Regions from separate parts of the Mus musculus genome. Here regions 2, 3, 4 and 5 are each linked to region 1. Evidence: chromatin contacts called from public HiCAR-type and promoter capture Hi-C data. All regions are on one chromosome and are shown on one strand. The core of a region is the stretch at or near the end of the contact, and the rest is flanking DNA. Distances in the headings are between cores, read along the strand shown. Region 1 holds the start of Pwwp2a (PWWP domain containing 2A). Region 2 holds the start of Adam19 (a disintegrin and metallopeptidase domain 19 (meltrin beta)). Region 3 holds the start of Sox30 (SRY (sex determining region Y)-box 30). Region 4 holds the start of Thg1l (tRNA-histidine guanylyltransferase 1-like (S. cerevisiae)). Region 5 overlaps Clint1 (clathrin interactor 1).

Region 1 (6,128 bases), core at 2,670-5,169:
ACAGCCAGGCTCCCACCAGGCTGGAGGAGCTGCATCTTTCCCCGGGGCTGTGCCACAACACAGAGCTAAGCCATTATGCAAGCACAGTCCCCACAGTCCGCACCACCCCTCTGGAGCACTGCCACCCCTGCTGGGCTTCTTTTTCTTCCCACCCATACATCCATCCAGCCCTCCAACTATTTATCCATCTATTCTCCCGCCTACCTCTCGAGACCCACAGAGCACATGCCTCTCAGTAATCTCTCTCCACGACATTTCCATTCCAGAAGGAACCTGAGGGCACAAGTACCTAGCTGCAAATGTAAGAGCCAGGTTCTCTGCTAGACCTGGGGTTCCCATGGGAAGAATCTCTTACACAGCATTATTTCTTTTCCAACCTCATTCTACCTACTCATCCTCTTGGCCATTGTCTTCAACCACCAATGGTCTTCTTTCTCTTTCTGACCAGGGAAGCCCTCTTTGGCCTTGGGGCTTTAAGAGACTGCTATTCTTTTGTGACCTGAATGTTCAGCCAGCAATGCAAAGAGCTGGCTCTGTGTGTTCCGTTGCACCCTCAAGTGTCCTGATTCAGAAAGGCCCTTTTTTACCCATCTTCTTTAAAGGGTGCATTCTTCTGCCTTGCCTAACTACTTTATTACCCCAGTCTGTTTCTTTCACTTATAGAATTTCTCAGAATCTTTCATTGTCTTAAGTATTATTTTGTAACTCACCAATTAGAAAAAATAGGCCCAATGCTCAATTTTTTAATATTCTTATGGCATACCTTCTGTTTGTCTTACTGTTTGCAGCTACTGATACGTAGTAGTCCTTTAATGTTTTTGAATGAATAAGAGAAAGATTCGGACTAGACCTTCCTAGTATTAGAAAGCTTGAAGATTTGTAGAGAGTAGACTAGATAGACTAGGATTGGAGATAGGGTCCTGATGGCAAAGCAGAAGAGCTGACCTAATGAGGTGAGTAGAGTCTCTTGAGCTGCACAATGAAAACAGTAGCCCTGGAGGGTGCCTTGTTATGCATGCCACAATCTGTGATAAATTGGAAGTTTAAACTAGTCACTGCAGAATTTTGTAATTACGTTGAGAAGTAATGAGGTACCAGGACCCAACTCTTATTTTCCTCCCTGTGGGAGATTATACAGTGTGAGAATTCAGGGTGTCATGGCTCCATAGACTATATGTTATTGTTTAATTAGCTGATTGTGGTGAACTATAGATGTAGAGTCATAATGAAAATTCTGTAAGGCAAGACCTGTGTATGTCTAATGTAAGCATAACGTAATCCCCGTAAGAGATGTTTTTGGCTTTCTTACTCTGTCTAGGTATCAAAACCAATGCGTGTGCATGTTAGCAAGCACAGTTTGTTTGCTTGTTTGTTGAGGAAGGCCCAGTTTTTTCATTTGTAAAGAGAGTTAAAACATATTAGTGTGCTTTAAAAGCTGATTACTAAGATACAGTCTCATTACGATAGATGCCCTAATTGGTTGTCTTAGTCAGGGTTTCTATTCCTGCACAAACATGACCAAGAAGCACTTGGGGAGGAAAGGGTTTATTCAGCTTACTCTTCCACATTGCTGTTCATCACCAAAGGAAGTCAGGACTGGAACTCAAGCAGGTCAGGAAGCAGGAGCTGATGCAGAGGCCATGGAGGGATGTTCTTCACTGGCTTGCTTCCACTGGCTTTTTCAGCCTGCTCTCTTATAGAACCAAGACTACCAGCCCAGAGATGGCCCCACCCACAAGGGGCCTTTCCCCCTTGATCACTAATTGAGAAAATGCCTTACAGTTGTATCTCATGGAGGCATTTCCCCAACTGAAGCTCCTTTCTCTGTGATAATAACTCCAGCCTGTGTCAAGTTGACACAAAACTAGCCAGTACACTGGTCTAGAACTTGCTATATAAACCAAGATGGCCTTGAACTGAGATCCATTTGTCTCTGTCTCCTTCACTAAAAACATGCACCATCATGCCTGGTTATTTTCACTACTTTTAGCTATTCATCTCTGTATGTCTGGGAGTAGGTTTGTGCACAAGGTAGCTAGAGGAGGGCATTGAATCCCCTGGAGTGCTGGAACCAACTATGATTCTCTGCAATAGAAGCACATGGTCCTCACTGCTGAGCCATTGCTCTAGACCCCCAGAACACAGGACTTCAAATGAGAGGGTTTGGGAAAGTCAGTGGTACACAGTGGTCTCTAAACAAACTCCATTTTCCCTGTGGCTGTAAAGGGAGATTCTGAATTCTCCTTGACTGGCATCTTCTATTGGACTTTTACTTTCCTGAGAACTGCTAAGCTTGAAATAGACAGAACGTTGGCTAATATTTGCTTATTGTCATTTTGTCTTTTCTATAAAAAAATACCTGGACTTATGACCGTGTAATTTATTAGCTAAACAACATTAGAAACCTTTTTGTCTCAGTTTTCAAATAAAATGGGTATAATAGCACTTGTCGAATTGCAAGGACCATGTAAGATTGTACTAGATATTGATATATAGTATTCAATTAATCTTTGACATTTCATTCTTCCCTCCACGTTGGTAAATATCTTCTTTCTCTTTTGTAGGTGTTTTCAGTGCCTCTGATTGCTCCTATTAGAAAGGACTGACTGAGGAACAATCTGCAAGAAATGAGTACAGTGGCTCCTTCTAGACTTAACAGATTTCAAATAGAATTGGTCTTTAAACGCAACACTTGGGAGGCAGAGAGAAGGAGGCCGATCTCTGTGAGTTCCAGGCAAGCCAGAAGTACATAGGGAGACGCTGTTTCAAAACAAAAACCCAAACCACAAAAACAAGGACCTTAGGACACTGGAGGGCTCCCCTAGCCCTCATCTTTTCTTTCTTGGGATGGGATCTCAGTTTGCAGTTGAGTCTATCCTGAAACTGTATTAAGTCTGGACTAGAATTTTGCCATTTCTGCCTGTGCCTCCCAAGAGCTGCCCCACCGGCAACTATGCCTAGATTTCTTTCTTTCTTTCTTTCTTTCTTTCTTTCTTTCTTTCTTTCTTTCTTTCTTTCTTCCTTCCTTCCTTCCTTCCTTCCTTTCTTTCTTTCTTTCTTTCTTTCTTTCTTTCTGCACACGGCAAGGAAGAGGGTAAGGAAAGAAAAGGCTTCAATAGTGAACTCTTTCCGTGGATCTAAGGACTACAGTCAATTTAGCATGCCAGTTGTCTGTCTTCTCGTTAGAATTTTCCTTTTTTGAAATTAGCAGGTTCCTAGAGTTTAGTCCTTTATATTTTAAAGAGTGAAACCAAGGAAAACACCGCTTGTGTGTATGCGGGAGCTCCTGTCATGTGGTCATGGAGAATGTCTTGTACATCGCCCTGTTTCCAGCACCTCGTAATCTGACTAGTGAATAGGCACCCAAAAAGTGTCTCAGGATTATTTTCGGAACTTTAGTTATCTTTCCCAACAGAAGCCTGTTGTGCCCACACTTGGCCACAAGCAAATCCAAGCCTAGAAATAACATTTATTCTAAGGATCTCTGCGCAAAGATTCTTGGGAAGTGGTTCCCTTTCTGCATTCTCCCGCTATTCCCCCCTTGGGGAGTCTTTGAAAGAACTGGCACGACTCGCGTTTTCTTCCCTTCTCCCACCTCCGAAGAACGGGCCGAGTAAGGGCAGGGGCATAAACCAATCCTAAAGCGGTATTTCCCCTACTAACCAATAGATACAGGCTGTAAGCACAGGGCGCCGCTTTTGCCATCCTTCAGCCCGCCCCTCAAACTCCTTTTAGATTCTCCACTTGACAACTCACCTGACCAATGGGAAGTTCCTACTCTGAGGGAGGGGGCGGGACTCAGCCCGCGACAGACGGCTCCTTCTGACCAATGGGTTGACAGAAGTGCGGAAGGGGGTGGAAGGCGGAGCCAATGGCGCGGTGCCAATCACGAGCATCAGGGAAAGGGCGGGACGAGAGTGTTAGCGGGAGGGAGGGGAAGGCCTCGGGATCCCAGCCGCGCTGCCGCCGCCGCCGCCGCAGCCCGAGTAGGAGGAGGGAGAAACCAGCGAGAAAATGGCGGCCGTGGCTGCTGAGGCGGCGGCGACCGCGGCGTCCCCCGGGGAAGGGGGCGCCGGCGAGGCCGAGCCGGAGCTAGAGCCCATTCCCGGCAGCGAAGCCGGCACCCCCCTCCCGGTCACGGCCACGGAGGCGGCGGTGCCGGACGGCGAGGCCGACGGGCGCCAGTCCGCCCCTCAGGCCGACGAGCAGCCGCTGCCGCCACCGCCGCCGCCGCCGCCGCCGGGGGAGCTGGCCGATAGCTCCGAGGCTGAGGAGGCGAAGCCGCCCGAGCCCGCGGCTGTCCCGGTCTCGCCGCCCGAGCAGCCTCCGGCCGCCCCCGAGCAGCCCGAGGACGCGCCGCGGCCGCCACCAGCTCCGGCGCTCGTGCCGCCGGCGGGCGGGGACTCGGCGGTGTCGCACCTCATCCCCGGCTCGGAGGTGCGGGTCACGCTGGACCACATCATCGAGGACGCGCTCGTCGTGTCGTTCCGCCTCGGGGAGAAGCTCTTCTCCGGGGTCCTCATGGACCTATCCAAAAGGTACCGTCGGCCCCCCAACTGCAAGCTGTCCGCTCCGCCGCGAGGGAGAGCGCGAACCCGAGCTGCTCCCGCCCCGCCCTCGGGTCCTGCGCGCCGCGCCGCTCTCCGCGTGGGGCGCGCTCCGCGTGGGGCCGACGCGCGCGGCCCCGGCCCCAGGTGTGCAGCTGGGGACGCGCGCGGGTGCAGATGGCTGGCACACCCCGCCTCCGCATCCCCAGCCCCCTGCGACCCTCTGGCTTGCGCACTGGGGCAGATGGGTTAATGCAAAATGCAGATGGATCCCCTAGAGAAACGGGTGCTGTGGGGGGGGGGGGGGGGGAAGAGGTGCTGCGGAGGCATCTCCCTGTCCTCAAATCAACCTTTAACTTTAGCGGGGCTGAAGAAAGGGGTGTGTGCTTTGGGCTTCCCAAAAGGTTACCTGTCAGTTGTTAAAAGAGGAAGAGCCTAGAGTTAATGAACCCTTTTTTAACTGTTATTAAGAACTGCTGGAAATAGTTTCTCGGAGGATCACTCTTTAATAAGGAGGTACCTTTTGCTAATTTTACTTATAGCTTAAAGAAATATTGGAGACGGGATAGGTCCCCTGTCTTTTGAACATTTACTACCCAAGTGGTGGGTTTACAAAGGAATGTTCGCATGACTTTTTCTTTGGCAGTGATAGAGATTGAGTCTCAAAAGATTTCCGAGACGATGTTTACAGTTAAATTTGTTTTGACTAGAAGGTTGAGTTCACCTACAAACCTCTGTCTTATCCAGTATATTTTCACCTTTTGATTTAAAATGTTCTGGGCACTGCTTTAAACAGGTAAAGAAGGTAATCTGCTTTCAGTCTAGAGTTAACCTTTTTATTCTCTTCTTTTGCAGATAGGAAGTGCAGAGACTCCCATTCATGGCTCTCCATTCTGTTTCCTGCAACAGCACACACACTCTGGTGTCTCACCTGTTTGGAAATGGCTCTGTGTGTTTGATGTGTTTATGTATTTCTCTTCTCTTCTTTTTTCTCTGTACTGGAGATTGAGCCTAGAGCCTCTGCATGCTAGGCAAGCATCCTGCCATCTAGCTACACACCCCCAGCTTCCTCCAGAGTTTCTTTGACTTTTGAGACATGGTGTGGGTTAGTTAAGTTGTCCATGCTTGCCTTGAGCTTGCAATCCTCTTGCCTCAGCCTCTCCCAAGTACTGATATGATAAGCATTCCCATCATATCCATATCCCGGCTTATGCTTTACTCTCAAATTCCTTGACCTCCTGTAAAGTTACAGGAATTTGTTCCTACCTGGAAACAGCTACTTAAAATTTGCATTGGAATATGGCAGGGGGTGGGGTGGGGAGTGTTATGTTGGACAACTCTTCAGTTGCTCAGTGTACTTTGTTAGTCTTCAGAGTCCTTGCTTTTACTTATTCATTTATTTGTTGACTGTCTTTGGGTTAGTGCTTTCATTAGTAGCTTTCATTTTCATAATTAGAAAGCTGAATATAGATTGCTTTCTACTCATGTTTTTAATAGCAAGAGAGACACTCTAATGTGTATGCTATTGAATCAAACAGAAGAAGAGGCCAGTGATTGTGAGAATCTGAATTTCAAATCTGC
Region 2 (6,128 bases), core at 2,064-4,563, 2.4 Mb after region 1:
TGGGGAGTGCTTGGCTAGCATACATGAAGTCCTAGATTTGATCGCTAACGCTAAATGGGCACCATAGTGGCAACGCACACCTGTAATGACAGCACTTTTGAGGTAGATGGCTGAGGGTCAGAAGTTTAAGGCCGGGGCTGGAGAGATGGCTCAGTGGTTAAAGACACTGACTGCTCTTCCAGAGGTGCTGAGTTCAAATCCCAGCAACCACATGGTGGCTCACAACCATCTGCAATAGTATCTGATGCCCTCTTCTGGTGTCTGAAGACAGCAACAGTGTATTTATATACAAGTAAATAAATAAATAAATAAATCTAAGAAAGAAAAAGAAGAAGAAGATTAATGCCATCTTCAGCTACTTAGCAAGTTTGAGGCCAGCCTGGGATAATGAGACCCTGCTTCAGGGGAAGAAAAAAAAGACTTCCTTTCTAGGAACACTGTATCCCCACCTTTTCATCTACTCTTTTATATTTCTCAGTACATTTCATTTTATTTTCTAAGCAGTGGCCACTGTGTTCCCAGGCGTGTTGGTAGCTTAAAGGAAAGAGGTGCATTTTGCAGTTGCATGCATGCTATGGTTTTTTTTTTTTTTTCTGAATCGTTCATAACAGCACCTCAGAAACTAGAGGAAAAGTTGCTCCAGGAAACCCTGAGGTCTGTCTTGTGACTCAAATTCTTCAATTTATGCTGCGTCCAACGCCTTGCAGTGAGAGCTGTCTTTCTTACATGTTGTGAAAGGTGAGAAAAGGTGTGCTTGACTTCAGGCTCCAAACACATACCTGCTTGCTTGGCCAGTTCCTCACAGGTTTTTACTCTCAATTTTTTTTTTCTTTGAGGTTTTTGAGACACAGTTTCTCTGTGTAGCTCTAGCTGTCCTGGAACTCACTCTGTAGACCAGGCTGGCCTCGAACTCAGAAATCCATCTGCCTCTGCCTCCCAAGTCCTGGGATTAAAAGCATGCGCCACCACTGTCCGGCTTACTCTCAATTTTTAATTCTTAAGAAATTACATTTTTAAAATTCTCTCTCTCTCTCTCTCTCTCTCTCTCTCTCTCTCTCTCTGCTCCCCTTCCCCATGTGTGTATCAAACTCAGTCATCAATCTTGGAGGTCAGTGCCTTGACCTGCTGAGCCACTTGGCTGGGCCCCTTCCCCTCTAAGTATCTAAGGGCACATGGTCATTAAATACACAGCAAATCATTGTCAGCAAATGGAATTTTCTCAACGTATGACAAGACTCATCTTCTTTCTTTTTTTTTTTTTTTTTTTTTTTTGGTTTTTCGAGACAGGGTTTCTCTGTGTAGCCCTGACTGTCCTGGAACTCACTCTGTAGACCAGGCTGACCTCGAACTCAGAAATTCTCCTGCTTCTGCCTCCCAAGTGCTTGGATTAAAGGCATGCACCACCACGCCCAGCCTTAGACCATTTCTATGGTGATAGCAAATGACATGCATGACAGTGAAGGACTAAATTACCCCCCCCCCCATTCATATGTTGGAACCCAAGCCTTGGTGTGACTGTACAAGAAGATGGTACCCACAAGGAGATAATTAGGCTAGAGTCCGTGAGGATGGGCTCATACATAGCACAGGCTTCCTCAGAAAACCCCGGAGCTCGCTCCCTATACTTGTATGGACAGGGCCAGGTGAAGACACAGTTGTTTACAAACGAATAGAAGAGTTTATCAGAATCTGACCTGGTGACACGTGGGGCTTGACACTCCAGCTTTCCAGGACTGACAAATGAGTCTTTAATGCCTCAGACCAGTCACACCCCTTGCCGCCTGGGGGTGAGAAAGGCAACTCTCTAAGCCACTATCTGCTTTTCCATTACAGCAGATGGAGAGAACTCACACAGTTCCTGTCCACACCAATGGTAAGAATGGTTTGATCCCTTCCCTCTGTGAGAGCCTTGCAGACTCACGGTGCATTGGTTTTGAGAGTTCCTGGCCTGGTTTTGGGGGTGGGGGATGGGGAAAGGAACTGACAAATGTAGGTGCGAGACTCCCCTTCCAGAGCCTCCTCTCCCTTGGAGTTTTGCTAACCAACCCTATACAGATTATTTCTGGCTATCTCTTTTTTCTGTTCTTCATTCATCAACTAAGGCATGTTGCACCAGGCTTTGTAATAGCAAATATACAGACTCTAAGTGAAACCCAGACATTAGCTTTGTGACCTTTGGTGAGGGGACTTAATGCTTTTCTGGTTTGATTCCCCTCCCCCAGAGGGGAGATAGAGATGAAGCCAATACCTACCCCCTCCAGATGGTCGCCTAATTATCACTGTTATTCTACACTGTGTCAATGGAGTCCAGATTAGCCTCAAATTCACCACGTAGCAGAGATTAACCTTGAACTTTGGATCCTCCAGCCTCTGCCCCATAAGTGCTGGGATCACAGTGGTGCACCACACTCCTGGAATTACGAGGTCCTGGGGATGGAACCCAGGGCTTCATGAGTGCATGACAAGCATTCCACCAGCTGAGACACATTTCCAGTCCACAGCGGACTCATGACAAGATCAACTATCAGAGGCCCTAGCACGTACGGAATGTCAATAAAAGCTAAGTCCTAAGTGTCTGCTACTGTAATTTTCTTAGTGATAGCCATCATTTGTGGGCTTCATCTTCCATTGCATCCTAAACCCTAACCATCCCAAATTCTGCTCTCTCCTGTCCCCAACCTATACAGCCCAAGGCTTCCCTCCTTCTCTGTAATCCTGTCTAGACTGTTTCTTGGGCTTGGTGTTCTGTTTCTGGAGTACAGAAGCCCTGTCCTCTGGGATGCTGGATCTGCAACCCCACCCCCTCCACCCCCCACCTCCCGTGTCAGAAGGCCTGGACTAAAGGCCCAGATTGGAGTCCCGATAGGAAAACAAGTTCTTTTAGCACTCATTTCAGTCCCTTGGAATTAACTCTTTCACAGCCTGACTCCAAGAGTAGTCAATCCTGGAAGGTAGAGCTACAAAGAGTTGTCTTGGTCACCCAAAGTACTTAGCATAAAGCGGGATAGAGTAAACTAGCTACAGTGGGGCAGAAGTGTGTGTGTGTGTGTGTGTGTGTGTGTGTGTGTGTGTGTGTGTGTGTGTTTAACACTTTCAACCCCAGTCCTGTAATCTCCCAGGCCTCAAGAATGGTTGATTACTTCAGAAATTCGGATCATCCCTTCCCCTGGGTGTCCTTCACCTGAGTCAGCGATGCTCCCGGGGGGCTTCCCTCGCTCCTCCCACTGCTGTCCCTCCAGCCACCACCAACCCCCTCCTCCGCGTGGCGCCTCCCCTCCTCCCATTCCAGGCAGAGCCCTGAGGGGCTAGGGGCGGAGCGTCTGGGATGTGGGCTGGGTGGCTTTTAGGCCGGCGTTTGCTTGAAAACCTCCGCCGCCGCTAGGCCGGGGGCAGGCAATGGCAGGGGATGTGTGATTGCGGACAGTGAGAGGGCCGTTGCTATCATGCCCGGGCGCGCGGGCGTCGCCCGGTTCTGCTTGCTGGCTCTCGCTCTGCAGCTACATTGGCCGCTGGCGGCGTGCGAGCCGGGATGGACCACAAGTAAGTGGCAGCGCGCAGATGGGTTCTGAGGCGACTAGGGGTGGTGGTGATGACTGAGGGTCTGAGAGTCGCTCTTGCATGCCGGCAGCTCCATGACCGCTATCCCTGCGGACTCCGCCACTCCCCGGGTGTGAGTATCGCCACCCCCAAGCCTAGGAGCCCAGGCTTTGTTCTCTTGTGGTGAGCCACGGGAGGTCGTGGAGCTAGTGCGCTCACTGCAATCAGAAAGCAGTAAGTCTCTCTCTCTCTCTCTCTCTCTCTCTCTCTCTCTCTTTGCTTGCCTTCCTTTCTTCATCTCCCCGTGTTTTCTTACTTTGGGCTTCTCTTTCCGCTGCTCTTCCTATCTTTGCTGTTTTTCTTGAGGTTGCTCGTCTCCGCTCTGCCTCTCTCTCATCGCTATTTTGCGCCCGCTGCTCTAGCAACCCCAGAGCATCCCCAGAGGAGCACCCCAAGCATCCTATCCCGAATCGGCGAGGGAACCACTCCCTGGATCTTGCTGGGGGCGGGGGGGTGGTGGTGTCAAAAGCATACCAGTGGGATAGAAAATCAAAGGTTTCCGAGAGATTAGGGTAGGGTGGTTTACTGGTTATCTCTGCCTGTACACTTAGCATCTCTGAAAGACCATAAAAGAACCATGCGCACCCATTATGCAGATCGTAAGCTGAAGTTCACTAACAAAAACCCAGGTGTGTATAAGTACGCCCCACATTGAAGATCTGATACTGGAAACCGGAGCTTTCTTTCCACCTCACCCAATGCCTATCTCCTCTTGGCCTCAGTTTTCATGTGAAGAAAATGGAATGGGCTCCACGCTTCCAGTTTGGACGCTGGATAATGCCTATTTCTCACAACTGTTTTCCCAGGCACCGCTCCCTCCCGGGCCGCATCCCTCAGAGGTTCTCATAGGATTTCGCGGAAGGGACGGTCCCGGAGGGGCAATGCCTGGCTTCTGTCATCTTGACCCGGGAGAGCTTATTTAGCCTTAGCTCTGAGGCAGCTGGAGAGCTGGGCTGACTCCAGACGGTCGCGGGTGCTTGCTGTACCAACCGTCAGCGTTTTTAAATCAAGCTAACGACGCCCTAGTGTACGGGCTGGGCAGGCTGCAGCCCCCGCCCCATCCCTGCAAGAACCTGACCCGAGGGTTTCCTCCACTCAACGCTCCAGCTCCTTTGCCTTGGATAGGAGAAGGCTCTTCCTTTTGTTGGGGTGTGGGGTTCCTCGGGGAAGAGGGAGCCAGGTCCTGTTCGAGTCTGATTTTCCAGCCTACCATTTGCACAGAAGAAAGACAGGAAAGTAAACTTCACGGGATCTGGAGGCCTTGAGAACAGTCAGTGAGGTAGAGTGACTGCAGACCCGGGGAGAAAGCAAAATCTACGAGTTGTAAAGTGACCCATGATCCCCAAATGAGCAGTTGCTATTAATATTTTCCTTTCCCCCTTCCTGTCCTTCTATGACTATATACTGATGAATCTGGAATCGTACCATTCATACACTTTAAAAGGTGCTTCCCAAATCATGACATCTCCCAAAACTATGATTTTAATGGCTCTAAGTTCTACCAAGAGACCACAGAAATATAATTTCCTCAAAGTTAAACTCCTGGCTCTTATACAAATGTGACGAAGATTTTTTTTTCTTTCATTTATGAAGTGGCCAAAGCAGCTGCTAAAGCTGGTCAAAAGCATCAACATAATCAATATCAACATAATCAATACCAACATAATCAATATCAACATAAACAATATCCCCGGTGATACAGGGAGTGGCATAGGGAATTCCTTTGGGTGAGACAGAATCAAGCAGTTGTTGGTTCTCCCTCTCCTATTCCTGAAGTCACTTGCATCTTTGTCTGTCACAGGCGTGCAGTTAATGTTAAACTTCACCGAATACAGGCCATCCCACCGAAAGCAAACAAGTGAGCCAGAGATAACATTCTCTTACCCTTTGTTAAGTGACGCTCCAGGTCTGACACTGAAAGCTTGATCCCACGTGCTCTGGCCTTATTTTCAAGTTGTGAGCAACCCTTCTCCAGTTACGTTGCCTTACGTGTACTTAAACTGGACTGTGTGTAAAGAGATTGCCCTCAGTGCTTTTCACCATCCGAGACCTTTTGTCGTTCTCTTCTATCCTGTACAGCTCCTTTTGTTTAAGAGTCTAGATCCATCAGTCTCTGTAGAGGACTATGTCTCACTTGTTCCCTCATGAACATTAAGCACCTAGCGTAGTAGCATAGGGTTAAGAACTCAGGATGTTTTGGGTAAATAATGTAAATGTATCTATCTCTTCTGATTTGTACCAGTGTAAACAAAACCAATAAGACTTTTTTTAAGGATACATTTTGATTGCAAATATATCATATTTTTGAAAAGGAATTTAATCAGTGGTAATCCAACACTTTTTTGTTTGTTTTGGGGTTTGGGTTTTGGAATGTTGTTTGTTTGAGACAAGGTTTCTTTATGTATCCTTGGCTGTCCAGGAACTAGGTCTGTAGACCAGGCTCCCTTTAACTCGGAGATCTTCCTACCTCTGCCTCCTGAGTACTGGAATTGAAGGCCTGCGCCACCACTGCCTGGCTCCAGCTACCTTTT
Region 3 (6,128 bases), core at 1,456-3,955, 2.3 Mb after region 1:
TTCAAACGTGGGTGCTTCCTTCTACAAACTAACTTTTCTTCACTGTTTGAGATTAAAGGTGTGTACTAAGGGTATGTCTATATTACAGCCACAGGGATTAAAGGTGTGTGCTAAGGCTGAGCCACATCACAAGTAAAAAGTTTTTTCCAGTAAACAACACATATCAGAGGTCTGAGTGTGATCAAATATCCTGCAACATTGCTCAGCTATTCTGAAATATTTCTGATTTGCTATTTCAGTCTTTGTTACCACTTAATGAAAAAGAAATATTGAGGGGCCAGCAGGATGGCTCAGTGGGTTAAAAGCATTTGCTACCAAGTCTAGCAACCTGAGCTCCCAGGGAACCAGACTGTGGCATGGATATAACCCCCTGCCCCAACACACACACGCACACACACACACACACACACTTTATACCATCTCACACATACAATAAATAAATGTAATTTTTAAAAATTAAAGAAATATTGAAGTATCAATGTAATGCTGGGTAGTCTTTCTCCTTTTCATTCAGTCAATTTGTGCCACATGTCGTGGGGCAGTGAGGTTGTGTGGCTACTGTGTATTGGCAAGTATCATGCTCTGATGAGCTGGTCTTTTTGTTATTATAAAATGTCCTGCCGGTCTCTACTGCATTTCTTATGTTAAAATACACATTAACATAGTTTTCTCAGTCTCTCAAGATCTTTGTTTGCTTGGTGTGTCTACTCTGCTTGATATCCTTCCCTTTCATTACTATGCAGACAACATAGGTTAACCTTATTTCCAACACTGATTGGAGCTTTTACTTCAGTAAAGGCCATGTTCTTTTTCTCATTTCTTGGTATTTTTTTAATTTAAAAATATTTATGTCTTCTTAGTGTAACAATTATATTCTGTTCTATTCTTTAAGCTAAGTACTTTTTTTTTTTTTTTTTGAGATGCTAGGGTGTTGAACCTAGCAAGGCTTTTAAAAATCCAGTTTTGTTTAGTATAGTTTGGTCTATTTGAGGCAGAATCTCATATTGTAGCCAAAGTTGGACTTTAACTGACAGATAACTCAGGCTGGCCTCAAACTTATAACAACCCTTTTGCCTGAACCTCCTAAGCACAATCTACAGGTTTAGTTGTCCATCTGTGTTGTGTTCTTCCATGTATAGATGTATGAACTATAGAGCATTAGAAAGAATTCATCTTTAATTGCCTTGGCTATAGTGTTTATCTTCCTCAAGATAGAGCATTAACTTTTAGTAAAGAATTCATCTTTAATTGCCTTGGCTATAGTGTTTATCTTCCTCAAGATAGAGCTGTAACTTTTAGTCAGGATGTCTAGTGATGCAGGAAATGTTGATAATTTCTCATTTACTTGCTAATATTGAATAAAAACTAAACACACTCCTTCTTAAAAGAAGAGGCACACACATGGAAAAAAAACCTTAAAATGAGCCCTTAATATACATAGTATTACTATTTTATTATGCTGTGGCAGTTCTTATTTCTTTATTCAATAAGCATTTATTGCACAATTACTCAACAGTCGGCACTGGGGAGTCAATGATGAGCAAAACAAAAGCAGTTCTTTCCCAAAGGAGGTAACAATCAACTGGAAGAGGCGCAGAATAATCACACAAAGAAAGCACTTCAAAGGACATGATCAGGTGTGAGTGCATAAAAGAGATTCGAACGAATGCTGTCATGGTTTTCTCTGAAATGCCGGTTCAGCTCCAAGTTGAAAAATAAACGGGAGTTACAAGAGACATAAATGCTTGACTTGCTAAAGCGTCCTGTGATGAAAAAGAATAGCATGGGAAGCAATGTGGTGAAAGTGTAAAAAACTCAAACTGTAGGTATAGCCTAAGCTACTAATCAGGTTTATCAGGCTCTGCGGGGTTAAGAATTTCGAACTTTTATCTCATAACCAGTGGGAGCGGCAGAAAGATTTGGGGGAAATGTGACAGTTTGACTTGTATTTTTAGAACAACTGGCAGTCGGGAGGTAGTGGGACATAGGTGAAGAGCAAAACTTCAGGAGAACTGTAACATCCATATGGAATTAGAGAAGGACAATGGAAGCCTAAGCAGGATAATGGTGGGTGGGACCTCAAAAGGTGGATGAATCTGGGTCGCATCTTGGAAGCAGACTGAAAATTCAACTAGTAAAATAGTTATACCTAGTCAAAAACCAGGTCCAGTAAGATCAGTTATAAGTTCCAAGGTGTCCCCATACTTGAGAATGACTAGAAGACCCTATCAGACTCCGGCTTTATGAACACACAAGGCCGAGAGCCCAGCCCGCAAGAAAGGCCCACGCCTTCATCCCTGGAGGTCCTTGGTAAAGGCGTGGAACAGAAGGGTTTCCTGGGCAACGCCATTGTCGCGCTCCAGGAGGGGGCGGGGTAACCAAGGTCAAGGCCTAAAGAGAATCCGGAAGAGAGGGAGAGTGAAGAGGCGTGGAAAATGGGACACAAGGAGCTTCGGCCCGGTCTATGGCGGATGATTCCAGGGTTCTCGCACGCGGCTAGTGTGGAGGGTGGGAGGAGCCGGGGAACGTGCCTGTGATTGGCTGGCGGGAGACACCGGGCCGCTCCTGATTGGGCGAGGCGAGCCCGTCTGTGGAGCGCGTAGGGTTCTGGGTAGCCAAGGCCTTGGAAGGGTCTTAACCGAAAGGGGGAGGGGGAGGCCGCCAACAAACGGCTGAGCTCACAATCCCGGCCGCGGCCCGCCCGCCCCCTCCCCCATGGAGAGAGCCAGGCCGGAGCCACCGCCGCCACCGCCGCCGCCGCCGCGCCAACCGCCGCGGCCCACCCCTCCGCGCCCGTTGCGCCCCGCTCCGCCCGCGCAGCCCGTCGAGGCCGCCACCTTCCGGGCCGCGGCCGCAGAGCGCTCCCAGTCGCCGTCGGCTCAGGCCACGGCCGCCATGGCCGCGGTGGCCTCGTCGTGCGGGGAGGCCGCGGCGGCGGGTGCGCAGGCGGCAGGGACGCGACGCCTGCTGCAAGTGAAGCCGGAACAGGTGCTGCTGCTGCCTCCCGGAGGACCGGGGGTGCCTCCGGCTCCCGACGAGGGCGCAGCCGCCGCCGCCGCTGCCGCTGCCGCCGCCGCCTCGTCCGCGCAGGCGCGCCTGCTGCAGCTGAGGCCGGAGCTGCTGCTGTTGCCTCCGCAGTCCGCGGCCGACGGAGGCCCCTGCAGGCCGGAGCTGCACCCCATGCAGCCCCGGACGCTGCTCGTCAAGGCCGAGAAGCAAGAGCTGGGGGCGGGCTTGGACCTGTCGGTGGGATCTCGGAGGACCACCGAGGCCGGCCCGAGAGCCTCGAGGGCCGCCAAGTTGGATGGCACCGGGAAGGCCCTCGACGGCCGCCGAAGCGATGAGAAGAAAGCCAAGCTGGAGGCAGAGGAGGCTCCGAGGGATGCGCTGAAAGGCGGGGAAGGCAAGAGCCTGCTGGCCATCGGAGAAGGAGTCATCAAGACGGAGGAGCCAGACAGACCCAGGGACGATTGTAGGCTGGGCACGGAGGCCACGTCCAATGGCCTGGTCCACAGCAGCAAGGAGGCCATCCTGGCCCAGCCGCCTAGTGCTTTTGGGCCACACCAGCAAGACCTAAGGTTCCCTTTGACACTCCACACCGTCCCACCTGGAGCCCGTATCCAGTTTCAGGGGCCTCCGCCTTCTGAGTTGATACGGTTGTCCAAAGTCCCCCTGACACCAGTGCCTATTAAAATGCAGTCCTTGCTGGAGCCTTCTGTAAAAATTGAAACCAAAGATGTCCCCCTCACCGTGCTGCCCTCAGATGCAGGTATTAGAAGCCAGGGGAATCTGGCTTTCACAGGTCTGTGTTGCACAGACATATTAGCAGTTCAGGAGCTGAAGCTCGAAAAGTAGAATCCTGGTACGGCCCTTAGCTTGCACAGGGAGTGCTTCTGGTTGATTTGCCCACATACTGGTAAAATACACTTAAGTATTGCCACAGTTTTTATAAACAGTCACTCTTAAGACTTAGTAAACAGATTAAGAGAATAGACTCAACAGAAGGCCTTGTTAGATGATACAGATTCCTCAGTTTATATAAAATAACATCAAATTTTCTATCATAGTAGCTTCTTAGGTTTATGTGTATCAAGAAATAAAATATACCAGTGTTCGAGAAAAATGATAGTTGTTTATATTGACTATAGATGTTAAAAGAGAACAGTAACTTTTCTGAGAGAAAACATACATATAGCATATAGCTAAAGCTTTTAGAAATAATAAAAATAAGCCAAGTGATTTTTAAAAGAAGTGATTATATTTAAGATATATTTTAAAGATATATTTAAAGCATATATCTAAGCATATATATAGATACAGATATATTTAAAAGAAGTCACTACAACCAAATACTACTTTCCAGTATTTTCAAGTATATTTTAAGCAAGTCCTTAGAATTAGTTCACACAGAACTCTGTATCACTGAATGTTTTAGGAAGTCATAATCATTCTTCATGTTTACATGAACTTTTACATTTATTATTATTTTTTAATTTTTAGTCCCGATTCTCCACTTCTGGTTTTTTTTTGGGGGGGGGGGGTTGGTTTTTCGAGACAGGGTTTCTCTTTGTAGCCCTGGCTGTCCTGGAACTCACTTTGTAGACCAGGCTGGCCTCGAACTCAGAAATCCACCTGCCTCTGCCTCCCAAGTGCTGGGATTAAAGGTGTGCGCCACCACGCCCGGCTCACTTCTGTTTTTTAATAACGTAAATACCCCCTTCTATTTACTTTATGTGTTCATGCCTGACATGTTCCCAAGTCCTTCTTGGCACAACCACTTACTATATCTGATTTATATGGCATTGGGAATTGAACTCAGGGCTCAATGCATACTAGGCAAGTATTCTACTAACTGAGCTACATCCTCAGTCAAGATTATTTATTTTAAACATCCTTTGCAAATCAAAAACGTTTTTACATATCGAGGAACCCTAAAAGGAATTAATGTGCCGGGCGTGGTGGCGCACACCTTTAATCCCAGCACTCAGGAGGCAGAGGCAGTTGGATTTCTGAATTTGAGGCCAGCCTGGTCTACAAAGTGAGTTCCAGGACAGCCAGGGCTATACAGAGAAACCCTGTCTCGAAAAACCAAAAAAAAAAAAAAAAAGGAATTAATGTGAAAAGTTCATAGATGGTGCTTTTATGAACTGCATAGGGATACAAATTTAATGAATTTCCTTTATAAGAATTTTAACTGTACCATGACTCACAGGGTCATATGTATAATTTTCCTCCCAGGACATGAGACTAGTTTTAATAATTCAGTGTGGCAGGATGTTCACCTTCCTAGTGAAAAACTGAGCATAAACATTTTTGCTTCAAAGACACTCGATCTGCTGTCAATGACTTCCTTTACATCCCCCCCCAACTAACACACACATAGTGCTAGGTGCATAGTTTAGGTGCCTGCTCCTTAATATTAGTGAGAAATAAACTAAATGTTAATCACTGTTAGAGATATTAATGAAGCTTAAATAGCCATCCAGTGTGTCTGCATAGTATCTTCAACAATAGTATACTCTCTAGGAGTCATTCTAAGCTCCAACTTAGAATGCTGAGTTCAGTGACTATGAGGGATTTTGGAATCTTGGCAGTACTTTGGCTATATTATAGTGTATGTTTTCAGGTACTTTATAAGTATAGGTGAAGGTATACTTCACTTTAAAATTGTGTACATGGCACATTAACTTAGTCTCTTAATTTTTGTCATATAGGAATACCTGATACTCCCTTCAGTAAGGACAGAAATGGTCATGTGAAGCGACCCATGAATGCATTTATGGTTTGGGCAAGAATCCACCGGCCAGCACTAGCCAAAGCTAACCCAGCCGCCAACAATGCAGAAATCAGTGTCCAGCTCGGGTTAGAGTGGAACAAACTTAGTGAAGAACAAAAGAAACCTTATTATGATGAAGCACAAAAGATTAAAGAGAAGCACAGAGAGGAGTTTCCTGGTAATCAAATGAAATGAACAAAGGCTCTTTCTAATTTTTTAAAAATTTATTTAGGTAAAGATTAACTTAGGTTGAGAATTCCTAATCTATGTGAGAAAGAAAATAATGGTTAATATTATAATAACGATTGAATCAATACTAAGCATACATTTTCTTAAATAGAATGCAGTTGTG
Region 4 (6,128 bases), core at 1,323-3,822, 2.3 Mb after region 1:
GAAAAGAGAAAGTATTTGGTATTAATTCCACGCCAAGACTGGATCTGCAGATACAATAGAGAGATTATACAAAGCTCCCAGACAGCTAAGAGAAACTTTTAATATGTTTTCAATGGAGTCAGCCTCTACTTAAACTACTTACTGACTTATGATGAAGCACCATGACCAAAAGTAAGTTGAGAAGAAAAGGGTTTATTCAGCTTATACTTTCACATCATTGTTCAGTACTGAAGGAAATCAGGACAGGAACTCAAAGGGAGCAGGATCCTGGAGGCAGGAGCTGATGCAGAGGCCATGAAGGAATGCTGCTTACTGGCTTGCTTCCCATGGCTTGCTCAGTCTGCTTTCTTACAGAACCCAGGACCACCAGCCCAGGAAGGGCACCACCCACAGTGGGCGGGCCCTCCCCCACCAATCACTAATTTAGAAAGTGCCCCACAGGCTTGCCTGCAGCCTGATGTTATGAAGGCATCTTCTCAATTGAGGTTCCTGCCTCTCAGATAATTTTAGCTTATGTCAAACTGACAAAAAACTAGCCAGCACACTCACTAACACCAAATCTCTCTCCATAGGACTTGGTATACATTTATAATTCAAGATTTTCTTATTGTTGTTTTGTGGGTATGGTATTGTTTTCCGTCTTGGAAGAAAGGGGACCATTATTTTGAAGACATACCAATTCATCATATAATTTGATTCCCCAAAGAGTTTCAGTATACTACCAAATTCAATATAAGATGGATCTCCTTGTTAAAAAGTTTAAATAACTCTTTAATACATGGAAAGAGTGACCCTGCAATGCTACCCATGAATCACCAGTACTCTATTTTTCTCTCAAAGTCTCTGCTTAAGTCTCTGCTTATCCGTCTAACTATTCAATAGGTCAGTCTGGAAGCTGGATTGACAGGATACAGAAGGAAAAGAATTAAATAAAGAAAGCATCTTAAAAAAAATACACAGCACAAGAATTTTCAGATCTCATTGGAAGGAAACAGTCAAAATAGGACATGTACACTCTGTAAATGCAGCATCACCCACAACTTTGAGGATCTCAGCTGTCGCCATGAGAAACAGAGGAGCAGAGAACGGGAGAGCATCCTAGCGGAGGCTGGTTTTGAAGCTCACCTGGCTCTTCTTTTGAACCAATTGCTCTTCTTCCTGAACACAAAGCTGTACTCGTCACTCTGGCCGTACGCAATCACAATGTCCTCCAGCTCCTCCATTACTGTCTGGGCACATTTGGTCATCAGATGGAGGGCCCGACTGTCATTAGGTTTGGCAAAGTTGTGCTCCTCAGCAAACCTTCATAGAGGAAAGAGAGGGGCACAAGCGGTGGAGAGTGTCATCACCAACACCATCCACAGAGGCAGTTAAGAGAGATGGAGAGATAGCTCAGTAGGTAAACTGTCAGGACCAAGTTCTAGCCCCAAAACATAAAACAGGGTGGGGGCTTGGTGGCACCTGCTTGTCATCCCAGTGCTGGAGAGGTGGAGGCAGGATTCCTGGGGCTAGATGACCACCAGGCTAGAGTATCTGGTGAGTTCCAAGGAAGTTCCATGAGAGACTGTCTCAAGAAAAACAAGGAGGACAGCTCTGAGGAGGGACACCCAACATTAACCCTAAACTTACGCATAAGCATGTACAGAAAAAAAAAAAAAACACGTTTTTCTTTCTTACTTTGACACACTGACAAAAAGGGATACAACTGCTAGGCTTCAATCCACTTTTCTGTGAAGTTTCACCTTACTGGGTGAATTGAGAACACTATTACCTTATCAGGTTGTATTGCTGATTAGGAGATCAAAATGCTCTTACTAAGTGCTCAATAAACATTACTATAGCTCTATGTACTTAAACAGCTATAAAATGGTAATAACGAATAACATAGCCCTTTATTGAAATTAAGTCCCCAATAGTTTACTCTCCTTTTTTCTTCCTGACTCTAGTGCAGTCAGTTCATGTAATATGAAGCTGACTATGAGAACGGGACATACTATCAACTCATGACCACAGTTAGGCTTATGCGGGCCTCTTAACAACTCTCAAAAATAACAAAAGGGTCGCACGTGTGACTGAAGTTTAAGTAGTGGACCGAGAAATGACACCTCCCCCCCACACACACACACACACAAAGTTCTTGCAAACTGGTTTCAGCTAAAGTAGCACGGGTTTTTCACCAATTACAGTACCCAGTTCCTTTTAAATATCTCAACCACCTAGCAAGTCCTTCAGGCGACGCTCAATGCTGAGTGTTCATTGGCTGTCGCGTTACCCCGGTAACTACGAGAGGCGCACTTCCCGGAAGTGTGGGCGCACCACGCGGTCTCCCGCCCCTCCAGCTCACCGGTGGAAATTCCGGCCGTCCAGCCGCACCACCACCCAGCAGTGCGGCAGGCATGTGTCCTGAACCTCAAAATTCCGCACGTACTCAAACTTGCTCTTGGCCATGGCCACCCCCAATCTCAGGCACCGTCTTAAAATAACGGAAGTAGCAGCCAAAAGACTGCCGATCCTCGCTGTGCGGAAAGCCCACATTCGCCATAAGGAAGCAATGGACGGGCCCCACCCCGGAAGTTCCTGTCGCTGTCAGAGCCGCTCTAGCCACGGTGGAGGTTTCTCTATTGACTCTATTGCCTTCAACTCAGCTGGCTGCCAGGCGTGTTCTTCTGGGCTGTGGGTGCCTGTCTGTTACCCCGTAGGCAGCAAATCGCAAGCTATCAGATGTTGTTTTGTGACCAAGTTTAAAAGTATAGTTGTGACCTTTTTGTCTTGTACTTCTAAATAGCATTTATAAAGCATTTCTAAGTAGCATTTCTAAATTCCTTGCTAAGATGAAATACACTAAATTATCACTTTATAGTTCGGGGATGGGGTGGGGAGGATCTTCTAGATTCTTCTAGGTAAGTTTAAACAAGGAACATAAAATAGAAATTGATCATCTGTACAATTTTGTATTTTCTTCCATTGACCCTGTTTGGTTTTTTTTTTTTTTTTTCTAGAGTTATTTAGTGGTTGTTCCAGTAAAGTGTGATTTAAACAAAGAAAGGGCCAGCAAGACAACTCAGTCTGTAAAGATGCTTGATGCCAGGTGTGATAACTTTGATCCCTGGAAGCCACATGGTGTGTCCTTCCTTTCTCAGGCTTTCCAAAAGTGAATACCAGAGGCAGGTTACCCTGCCATATGTCATTAGGTGAATTTAAAATTTGTACTCATCACTATTAAAAGATTTTGTATGTGTGTGGGTGAGTTTATGTGCATCTGTGGAGGTCAGAGGAAGACATCAAGTATCTTCGTCAATCCCCCTTCATCTTAATTTTAAGACTGCCTTTCACTGATCCTGGCTCTCACTGGTTGACCTAGAAGTCACTAGATGGCCAGCAAGTTTGAGGGAGCCTCCTCTCTCTGCCTATCTCACACTGGGGCTGATGGGTATAAGCTTCCACATCCCACTTTATATCTGAATGTTGAGAATTTGACTTTGGATTTCTACGCTTGCCTGGCAAACATAATAATTACAGGGCCATCTGCCCACTCTTGAACTCAGGATTGTTTTAAAATGCATTTCCTAGCTTTGCCCACTGGGCACAGATGAAATGATACCCTGAAAGCAATAGGCATACAATTCGTGGTTGCTAACACCTCTCTCCACTAGAGTATACTCCTAGAAGAAGTGACTGCCTCCTAGTTAGATGAGTCACAGAAAACACAAAATGAGACTGGGGCACATGTTGTGGCAGAAGGGAAAGAACTGCTAGGAGTAATAAGACGAAGTGACAAAATGAGCCCAGAGGACTAGTGCTGCCACTGAGCAAATCTGAGGTGATTTGAGTATCAGAACAACAGTGAGTGATTATCATGTATGGAATAAGTGAAGGCCCAGGCAACATAACAATACTCAAAGAGAGGAAAGTTCATGGATAGTTTTGGAAGTATTGTTACACTAACTTCTTACACTGGCAATTGATTATTAAAGGGAACAAGGCCCTTTTCTTGTCTTTTATATAGAACTACAATTCAATGCCAGTTGATGAGAGGAAGCCTTTTACAAAAGAGTGCCGGCTAGTTTCAAACACAGAATGGTGGGCTCAGAGAATCAGTTTTGTTCTTTTGTTTTGTTTATAAACATCTTTGAAACAATTAACTCAAACGTGGATCACTAATGGATGCTAAAGCTGTGATCTCTAGAATTAGTGAAAGACTCCCTAGTCTGGTGGCATTGGCCCTCAGATTGTTTGCTAGTCACAAGATGAAAGGCACAGTCACAAACGAGAGCACTTGCCACCTTCAGCTGGTCTCCTATTGATTTTTCCTAAAACCAACAGCCACTGGAGATCCTGGGCAGTGCAGCATGGCAGACACAAACAGGATTTCTAACAGTTGACTCAAGTATTACTCCAGTGGGCCACAGTCTTCTCCATACGTTAAACTCGGAGGATAAACTTGAAATTGTCAGTTCCCAGGCTGCTCACAGAATCTTTTCGAGTGTGATCCAGGCAATAGTCTATTTTTTTTTCTCTTAAATAATTTTCTTTTATTATTAATTGTTTATTCATGTGTACCCAAGGAGACCAGTGTGTGTGTGTGTGTGAGAGAGAGAGAGAGAGAGAGACAGAGACAGAGACAGAGACAGAGAGAGAGAGGGGAAGAGAGAGGGAGAGGGAGTGGGAGAGGGAGAGGGGGAGAGAGAGAGAGAGAGAGAGAGAGAGAGAGAGAGATTCTTTGCAGCTGCGGTTACAGGTGGTTGTGGGACCCCAGATGTGGGTACTGGGAATTGAACCCCAGTCCTCTGTAAGAGCAGCAAGTGTTCTTAACCAATAAGCCATCTCTGTCATGCCTCTTGCCTGTCTTAAGTGACTTAAAAACTTAAGAAAAAAAAACATAGTAGAAACACCGCACACTAGGATAACTTAGCATAGTTTCGAATAGTTGTATTGCATAGGTTTATGTGGAGATATACAGCAAATCCTAGTACTGACTTTCCCAGGAAACTCCCACTTTCTTTCCATCAATTTATCTATCAAATCCTTAGTGGTTCTGTGGTGGTGCTGTGGTTTCCAGCGTTTTGTGAGTTGAATTTAGACTTTGTGTTTATTTTCCTGGTTTCTGCCACAGATAAGGTAGGATTCACCATGGGAGTTTCTAGGAACTCAGGCCACCACCAATGCTCTACCATATTTGGTTTATGAATGTTTTTACTGGTGTGTAGTGATTATATAAAATAATGGGTTTCATTTTCATCCATGTATGTAACATACTCTGATTATATTCATCTCCCATTATCCTGTCCTAGTCCTCATACATACATAGTCTCCCTGATCCCATTGCTGTTGTGTGTAGTATAATCAGGCTCTGCCTTAGCCTGGGAGTTGCTACCGAGCTAGTAGCTCCTCCAGGCTCTCTTTTGTTCCTCCCGGCTTAGGTCCAGGATTGACGCCACCAGCATTGACTGACTACTCTTTTCTACCCACCTTTGATCCTGGAAGAGCAGAGTGTTACCAGCCCACTCCCAAGACTGTTGAATCCAAGGATAAAAGAAACATTGCTCTGTTCTTTAGAACTTGCCTTTAGGCACAACTGCTGGGTGAAGACAACTCCTGCCTGGAAAGTCTTGCCCTTATCAATTTATTATCTCCATCTCTCCCTCCACCCTAAACTTAGTGGTTACATCAGCTAGCCCCTGCCAACATCCTTGGCCCCCACCCATAGCGGAGGCCACAGGGTCTAGCTGCCCAGAAACCTTACATGGCTGCTGCTTTCTTCTCTTTCTAAAGCATGCTGGAAAAGGCCCCTCGCTCTTTCACTGCATCTTCTTTTCCTCTTGGGACCCAGAAATCCCACTTGTATCTTCTGTCCAGCAATTGACCCCTGACCTTCTTTATTGACAAGTCAAGAACCAACTGGGGAACAAGATCTTATCGACAGAACCTTCCCTTACACATTGCTTCTCCAATAGTTCGATCTTTTATTTACACATATTTTTTAGAGTCCACATATGAGAGAAAAAAACAAAAGCAGCAGTTGGCCTTTTGTGTCTCTTTTATTTTCCTCAGTTGTGTTGGGGGGTGGGGGCTACAGACAATTGCAGACTCCACACTCAGGCCTCCTTATTTTACCCTGTGATGCCAAA
Region 5 (6,128 bases), core at 1,725-4,224, 2.2 Mb after region 1:
AAAACCATTGATCTTGGAGCAGCAGCACATTACACGGGGGACAAAGCCAGCCCAGATCAGAATGCTTCAACCCACACGCCTCAGTCGTCAGCCAAGGTGCAGACAACATAGGTCTATACAGCGTGTTTGTCGTATTCTCTAAACTGTCTTCCTGAATTCCTGCTTTAGTAAACTGGGGCCTTTTCATCCGTCAATCAATTATAGATCATCTGGCATGCCCTGCTCAGTCATGACTAGCAGCTCTCTTTAGATAAGAAACCTGTTGCGGCGCTGAGACTGTCTATGTACTTTGTAGAACGTACTTAGTACTTTTTGTGTCTATGTAGAAATGACACTGCTGTGCACGTGGGGAGGTTGTGAATCCCAGGGTAGGCCATCTGCCTCCATCTCATGGCTGATCTCAGCTGCAATCTCTAGGGGAAGCATGGTTGAAGAAAGGATAAAGAGCAGCTAGCTAGCACTGTAACTTGGTTAGTGTGAAGTGCACGGTTTTCCAGATTGAAATGCACTATGAGGAGAAGTGAGTTAGAGAAAAAATCAAATGTTAGAACCTGGTTTGGTCATGCATGCCTATAATTCCAGCACTTGGGATCTAAGGCAGTGAGATTGGGTTCCAGGCCACCCTGGGCAGACCGTGTTTTTCGAAGGGTTGGGAAATGGTGCACTGTTGTCTCTGGCCCACATCAGATAGCTCACAACCACATGTGATGTACATACTCCGGCTCCTGGGGATCTGATGCCTTCTTTTGAACCCCAAGTGACCTACACACGTGTGCACACATACACACATATATGTTTCCTTAATAAAATATTTTAAGACTGATGGAAAAAAAGCACATTTGGGGGGAAAAAGACATCCCTATTAGAATTTCACGGTGCTTATTGTATAGAGTGCTCCTTCTCTATAAGGACTCAAGGCCAATTACTTTTTTTAGAAATCCAAATCTCACCTTGTTTAGATGATTACAGGATTTCTGTCAAAATTGGGGGTTGACACTGGAGGTCTTTTAACCTTGCTCACTGTTTCCGCTGTTTCAGCCATCGGTGCCGAGCAGCAAGTCCTCGGGGGACCTCGTTGACCTGTTTGATGGCAGTAGCCAGTCAGCAGGTAAGCTCAGCGGGCTCGCCTTTCCAGCAACCGTGCTTCTGCTTTTCTCTCTTTAGTGTGTGTGAAAGATGGAATTAAAAAAGAAAAATGTTGTAGTGGGGTGTGGTGGCGCACACCTTTAATCCCAGCACTTGGGAAGCAGAGGCAGGCGGATCTCTGAGAGGTCAAGGCCAGCTTGGTCTTACACAGTGGGTACCAAGAGAGCCAGGGCTATGTAGGGAGAGACATGATTTACCAGGTATGGTTATGCAGTCCTGTAATCATTGACGATGGCCACAAATTTAAGGTTAGTGTGAACAAAGAGGCCTTGTCTCAAAATAAAACTTAGAAAGGGAACTGGGGATATAGTTTCTTAGTAGAGCATTTGCCAAGCATTTGTGTGACTCTGGACTCTACAGTCCTGCAGAAATACTTCCTGGATTTACTAATGTGAAATTAATGAGCATTCTCTGCTATTTGGAGAGAATTATTTGACTGCCTAACAGGAAGAAGGTGAGAATTTGGTAACCCCTTACCCTAATTTCTTTGGTGCCTATGAGTGACTATGTGGGTTACCTTTGCTTTCTCGGCCTTACAGTCAGACACCCATTTCTCAAAGCTTTAGAAAGATCTCACCTAGTTTTAAACCTTCTGACCTTTAGGCCTTGAGAGGAAAAACTGTTGGTTGTAGTCCACAAGTCTCAGTGACTGGTAAATGTGACCTCAGATCACTGTGACATGTCTCAGTTCACAGGGCTTCCTCTCCTCTCCATACTGCTTCCTCCTTCAGAGTCTAATATGTTGATGACATTTTTCACAAAGAGTTTGGAGGCTTTGTTGTTTGCATGTTTAAGCTGTTAAGATGTGAAAATTTACATTAACATTCACCTTTTAAATTTTCCTTTATAAAAATATGTGTTACTCTGTATGCTTTTGTTACATGCCCTAAACTTCATTATGGTTGTCAAAGCAGATATATGCTCATTACTACTTTTTCATCTGTCAGCGAGTGTGTGCTGACCCAGACACTGGAATTCTTGGGCTCTTGGAAAAGTCAAATAAAGGAAGTAATCGTCAGTCAAAGGGCAATAATTGACTGTAATTACCTAGTTATAAGCATGCTGGGTGCTTTGCAGGGAAGGGGGCACTATATGAATATATATAACTGACTTCCTATTAAGCTTATTGGAAGAGGGCTGTGGCCAGGGTGGAGTGCACATGCCTGTGCCTACAGCTCTTGGCAAGCAGAGTTGAGAGGGTCTCCAGGCAACCTGGGCAAAATACCCAGATCTGTCAGAGAGAAGGGGGAGAACATCACATTGAACAGTGGATGACGCCTGTCTCAGTGGTGAGACTAAGGATTTCTTCTTGTGATCTCCAGTGTGTGCTAACTTTGAGTAATTCCTAACAACTTGGATACCATAGGATTGCACTTGATGATTACAGTCTTAATAAACTACTGTATTCCAATAAAAAATAGCTCAAGGTAAGAGCTTTTTAAGGATAGTTTTTCTAAGGCTCTTTAAAGTTGATTACATTCAAATATAGATGAGCAGGATGCAGGTTGAACTAATGTCCAAAGGGCAGCTGTTTTCAAGTTGTGTAAATAATTCCCAAAAGCAAAGCTTTTGGACTTGCTTTTTGCTTTAAGCACAAGTCCGTGATATAAATTGCTTTTCATAAATAGATTAGTGATTGTAAAACCACCAGTTCTTTTCTTTCTCTCATGCTGTCATGAACTACTGGCCTAGGAATAAACTTGCAAGGCATCTGGTTTGACCTGGTTCTGAGACCCTTCTGTCACTGTTCTACAATGACTGTGACCTAGAGAGGCTGCCACACTCACAGCAGCAGAACGCTGCCCTGGGTGTCTGAACAGCCGCTGGGTGCTGTCTCTGTATATTTAAGATTGGAGCTACAGTGCGAACTGGTAGTTAGCATACAGCCATCTAATGTGTCACAGAATAGCAGTTATTTTGGACTTCCTGGCACGAACTATGAAAAGGCCCTGTTTAAGTCAAAGAATTAAGTAACTGGGAAGATCATCTGTATGCCATGACTTTCCTCCTCTGTGACCCAAGATTTCTTTGAACAAAAAATTGCTTTGAGCAGAAAGAACCCTTTGAGTGTTTTTTCTTCTCTGGTGTAAATGGTAGACTGACTTATATACATATAACAATTAATATAGTAACTGAGGCAGAATTTAAATGAAATCTGCAAGGTTTTTTGCCCTTAAAATTTAGCTTAATATTATCTCAAAAGCAACTGAACATGGTTTGACATCAGAATTACTTTTTAATAACTTCATTTGAAATATATATTTAGCCGTGGATCTTAAATGAAGTTCTGCTACAGAAGGAAGTTAAATTTAAAAACTAGCACTTGCACATGAGACTGTGTAAGGACCTGCCAGATGTCCTGTATGTATAATAAGACTCCCATGCAAGTGATAGGGCCACAGACCACCAGTGAGGTAAGCAAGCATCTGCTCATGGCCCCCTCAGCAGATGAGCATCTCCATAGCCGTGTGTGTGTGTGTGTGTGTGTGTGTGTGTGTGTGTTTACATCATCATTGCTAGCATTTTACAGAATATCTGCTAAAATGTGCTAAAATACTTGATTAAAATCTGTAGACTATCTGACCAAATTTATAACTGCATATGTGAAACCTAGGCTGTGTGTCATCTTGTTCTTGAGTTTGTTTTGATACATGCTCCATCATAATCTTCCATTACAGTTAGTCTTCTAGAGATGATGTTTCAGTGCCTGCTACAGAAAGTTTTCCTAAGTCAGTGCTAGAAAATAGGTATTAAAATTAGAAACTAAGCCAACTAAAAATAGAATGCTAAAAACATTCCATTTCTCTTTTAGTGTGAGTCAACCTTGTAGGCTTTGTCCCTTTGTGAATAAGGAATTTAGGTCTTAACTTACTGCTCCACAAGCTGTATGTCTCTTGAGTGAGAGTGGAGAGAAACGTGTCACCAGTACAACTAGAAAAACTGTGTTAATAGGGCTTAGTACAAAACAGGGGTTCTTTGTGTAGCCCTGGCTGTCCTGGATCTCACTCTGTAGACCAGGCTGGCCTCGAACTCAGATCTGCTTGCCTCTGCCTCCCGAGTGCTTGGATTAAAGGCGTGCACTGCCATCACGTTTCCCAGGCTTAAAAACATTTTTTAAGGACTGAAAATGTATCAAGTCCAAATTATTCCTTATCATTTGAACCTACCTGCATTTTACATGGATTGGAAGCACAGTGGGGCGGCCTCAGTCAATCCTCTTGCATTTGGGTGCAAGCTGTCTTTAAGCTCTGTTTACTAGAAGTTGGTAGTGGTTTTTTTCACTGATGATGACGATGAATTTTTAAATGTGGAAAACATTTTGCCCCAAATTAAATACACAAAGGTTAACTATAAAAATGTTTAGTGAATATTATTTGTAAATTTTTTAAGATGAGACTTTGCCACGTAGCCCAGACTGGCCGCACCTCTGCTCCTGCTACATTGGCTTCCCAGCTAGCTGCTCAGGTGAGCTCTGCACACTGCCTCCTAGATGGAGTGTGTGCGGATTCAGTGAGACAGACTTCAGCATTTGTTGTGTGGCAAAGCTTTGTGGCTTCTGGCTGAGGACAGCTTTCCTTCTGATCTCCCTTCTGCTTGTCTCCAGAAGCACTCGCTGTGAGCTACACATCGTCTATAAAGTCATTAACCAAGAGACCCTCATTTCTTCTGCACTTCAGTGTTTTAGCTTGAGGTTTTTCCTAAATTCTTTTGTGTTCCAAACCGAGGTAGTCCTGCCTCTCAGAGTCTTTGATGAGGAGAGAATCACATCACGTTTTTGAGTGCTGTGTCTGAACATGTATTCTATAGGCCAGTTGTGACTTTGCCTGTTGATGGTCTGGGCTCTTTTTTTTTTTTTCTCTAGTGGAGATATTTGTTCTTACTGATTATTTAGAAATTAGTCACTTACTTTATATATATTAGGACTCTTCAGTTTTTAATGCATTGGAATAAACTCTGTACACGGTTTTTTTCATTTGTATTTCAAGCACTGTCTGACCATATTTTTCTTGTTCCCAGTATTGCTCTGGGAAATTCATAGTCCCAGCTGGTAAGGGGATAAACAACCTCCTTGCTGGCCTGGAGAGGCAGGTGGGTTTGGTTTGTTTGTAATGACAGCGCTCGTGTGGGAAGCTGCAGGAAAGGCAGCAGCGGCCTTCTGCATGCAGCACGCTTTGATGGTCTTCTGGACTTCGGTAGAGGTGATGTGGGAGGAGCTGGAACATGGACACATGCTTGTCCCTCCTAGGAGAACCTTGCCCCTTTAGAAATGGGTTTTTAATTTCTGAAAGGCTTCTGACAGTTGAAGGTAGTTTTGTGGTGCTTCAGAAAATGTCAAATCCGTGCCAGAGAGCATGTGTGCCCAGTCTCACTGCTCCTTCCTGAAGTCACGTGAGTGGGGTAGGAGCTGCTGTTGACTTTTGATGAGGATAGTATTCATGTGAGTCGGAGAAGGGGGATCAGGTACACCTGGAATACCTTGTCAGGAAAGCTTCTTAAAATCGTTCCTTGCTGCTTTGATCTCCAACATAGATTCTTCTTTGTGACTTAGACTAGTTCAGATTTGAAGGTCTGTACTTGGCTGAGCATGGAATTTTCTCCATATTGTTTATTCACTGCTTGGATGGAGCAAATTAATATAATCTGGTTTTGTATCCTTTACTGTTAATAGAAATTAGCATTTTATTAGCAGTATACTTTATCAAAATGTTTAACATAAAGGAACAGAAAACAAACATATGTTAAGCACCTACTCTCTGCAGCATTCATTTCCCTGTATTTATGAACATGTTCCTGTCTGCGATATACACATTTTGCTCGCTGCTCTTTGTGCTCATAGCATTTTATCATGTTCAGTATACCTGTAAGAAAGAAAACAAAAGAGACAAATCACTTTGATACTGTCCTTTGGATGAATTGTAAAATAGCAACATGAGCTGTTGTCGGTAGGAATGCAGAGCCTGTGGTTGGCACTACCTGGCTGC

The links. Promoter capture Hi-C pulls out the DNA fragments that hold promoters and counts their contacts. HiCAR-type assays count read pairs that join an accessible place to other places. Capture Hi-C pulls out chosen DNA fragments and counts their contacts.
Region 2: a HiCAR-type map of astrocytes shows a contact between it and region 1, with 3 times the contacts expected there. The contact joins the promoter of Adam19 here to the promoter of Pwwp2a in region 1. A contact is called at or near these places in 3 of 39 promoter capture datasets (cranial neural crest, liver and pre-B cells) and 2 of 115 datasets of contacts at active chromatin or transcription factors (astrocytes and embryonic stem cells).
Region 3: a contact with region 1 is called in a promoter capture Hi-C map of pre-B cells. The contact joins the promoter of Sox30 here to the promoter of Pwwp2a in region 1. A contact is called at or near these places in 3 of 39 promoter capture datasets (embryonic stem cells, liver and pre-B cells).
Region 4: a promoter capture Hi-C map of adipose tissue shows a contact between it and region 1, with 7 times the contacts expected there. The contact joins the promoter of Thg1l here to the promoter of Pwwp2a in region 1. A contact is called at or near these places in 8 of 39 promoter capture datasets (the 3T3-L1 cell line, the C10 cell line, embryonic stem cells and 4 more), 2 of 484 Hi-C or Micro-C datasets (CD4 T cells and muscle stem cells), 4 of 115 datasets of contacts at active chromatin or transcription factors (astrocytes, fibro-adipogenic progenitors, large pre-B cells and 1 more) and 2 of 9 other capture datasets (adipose tissue and liver).
Region 5: a contact with region 1 is called in a promoter capture Hi-C map of liver, with 4 times the contacts expected there. The contact joins the enhancer-like site here to the promoter of Pwwp2a in region 1. A contact is called at or near these places in 5 of 39 promoter capture datasets (3T3-L1-derived adipocytes, hippocampal neurons, liver and 1 more) and 1 of 115 datasets of contacts at active chromatin or transcription factors (astrocytes).

The regions. Positions count from the first base shown.
Region 1 is chr11:43,678,079-43,684,206 of GRCm38.p6, forward strand. Pwwp2a (PWWP domain containing 2A) reads left to right here and starts at 3,920. Exons shown (of 2, transcript NM_027557.1): 1 at 3,920-4,538. The coding sequence starts at 4,015. It overlaps Gm34963 (a long non-coding RNA gene), which reads right to left and starts at 3,986. Exons shown (of 2, transcript XR_388594.3): 1 at 3,757-3,986.
Region 2 is chr11:46,052,671-46,058,798 of GRCm38.p6, forward strand. Adam19 (a disintegrin and metallopeptidase domain 19 (meltrin beta)) reads left to right here and starts at 3,314. Exons shown (of 23, transcript NM_009616.4): 1 at 3,314-3,540. The coding sequence starts at 3,444.
Region 3 is chr11:45,977,605-45,983,732 of GRCm38.p6, forward strand. It overlaps Sox30 (SRY (sex determining region Y)-box 30), which reads left to right and starts at 2,706. Exons shown (of 5, transcript NM_173384.2): 1 at 2,706-3,769; 2 at 5,715-5,954. The coding sequence starts at 2,716.
Region 4 is chr11:45,952,931-45,959,058 of GRCm38.p6, forward strand. It overlaps Thg1l (tRNA-histidine guanylyltransferase 1-like (S. cerevisiae)), which reads right to left and starts at 2,573. Exons shown (of 6, transcript NM_001080969.3): 1 at 2,345-2,573; 2 at 1,126-1,302. The coding sequence starts at 2,535.
Region 5 is chr11:45,894,022-45,900,149 of GRCm38.p6, forward strand. Clint1 (clathrin interactor 1) reads left to right here. Exons shown (of 12, transcript NM_001045520.4): 7 at 1-96; 8 at 1,039-1,108. Among named protein-coding and RNA genes, the nearest start is that of Clint1, 45 kb to the left of the region's middle. Within about 2 kb of position 2,975, at least 8 of the 459 cell types and tissues checked have an H3K27ac peak or open chromatin away from gene starts, as enhancers often do. A contact at or near this core is called in liver, where this site is marked.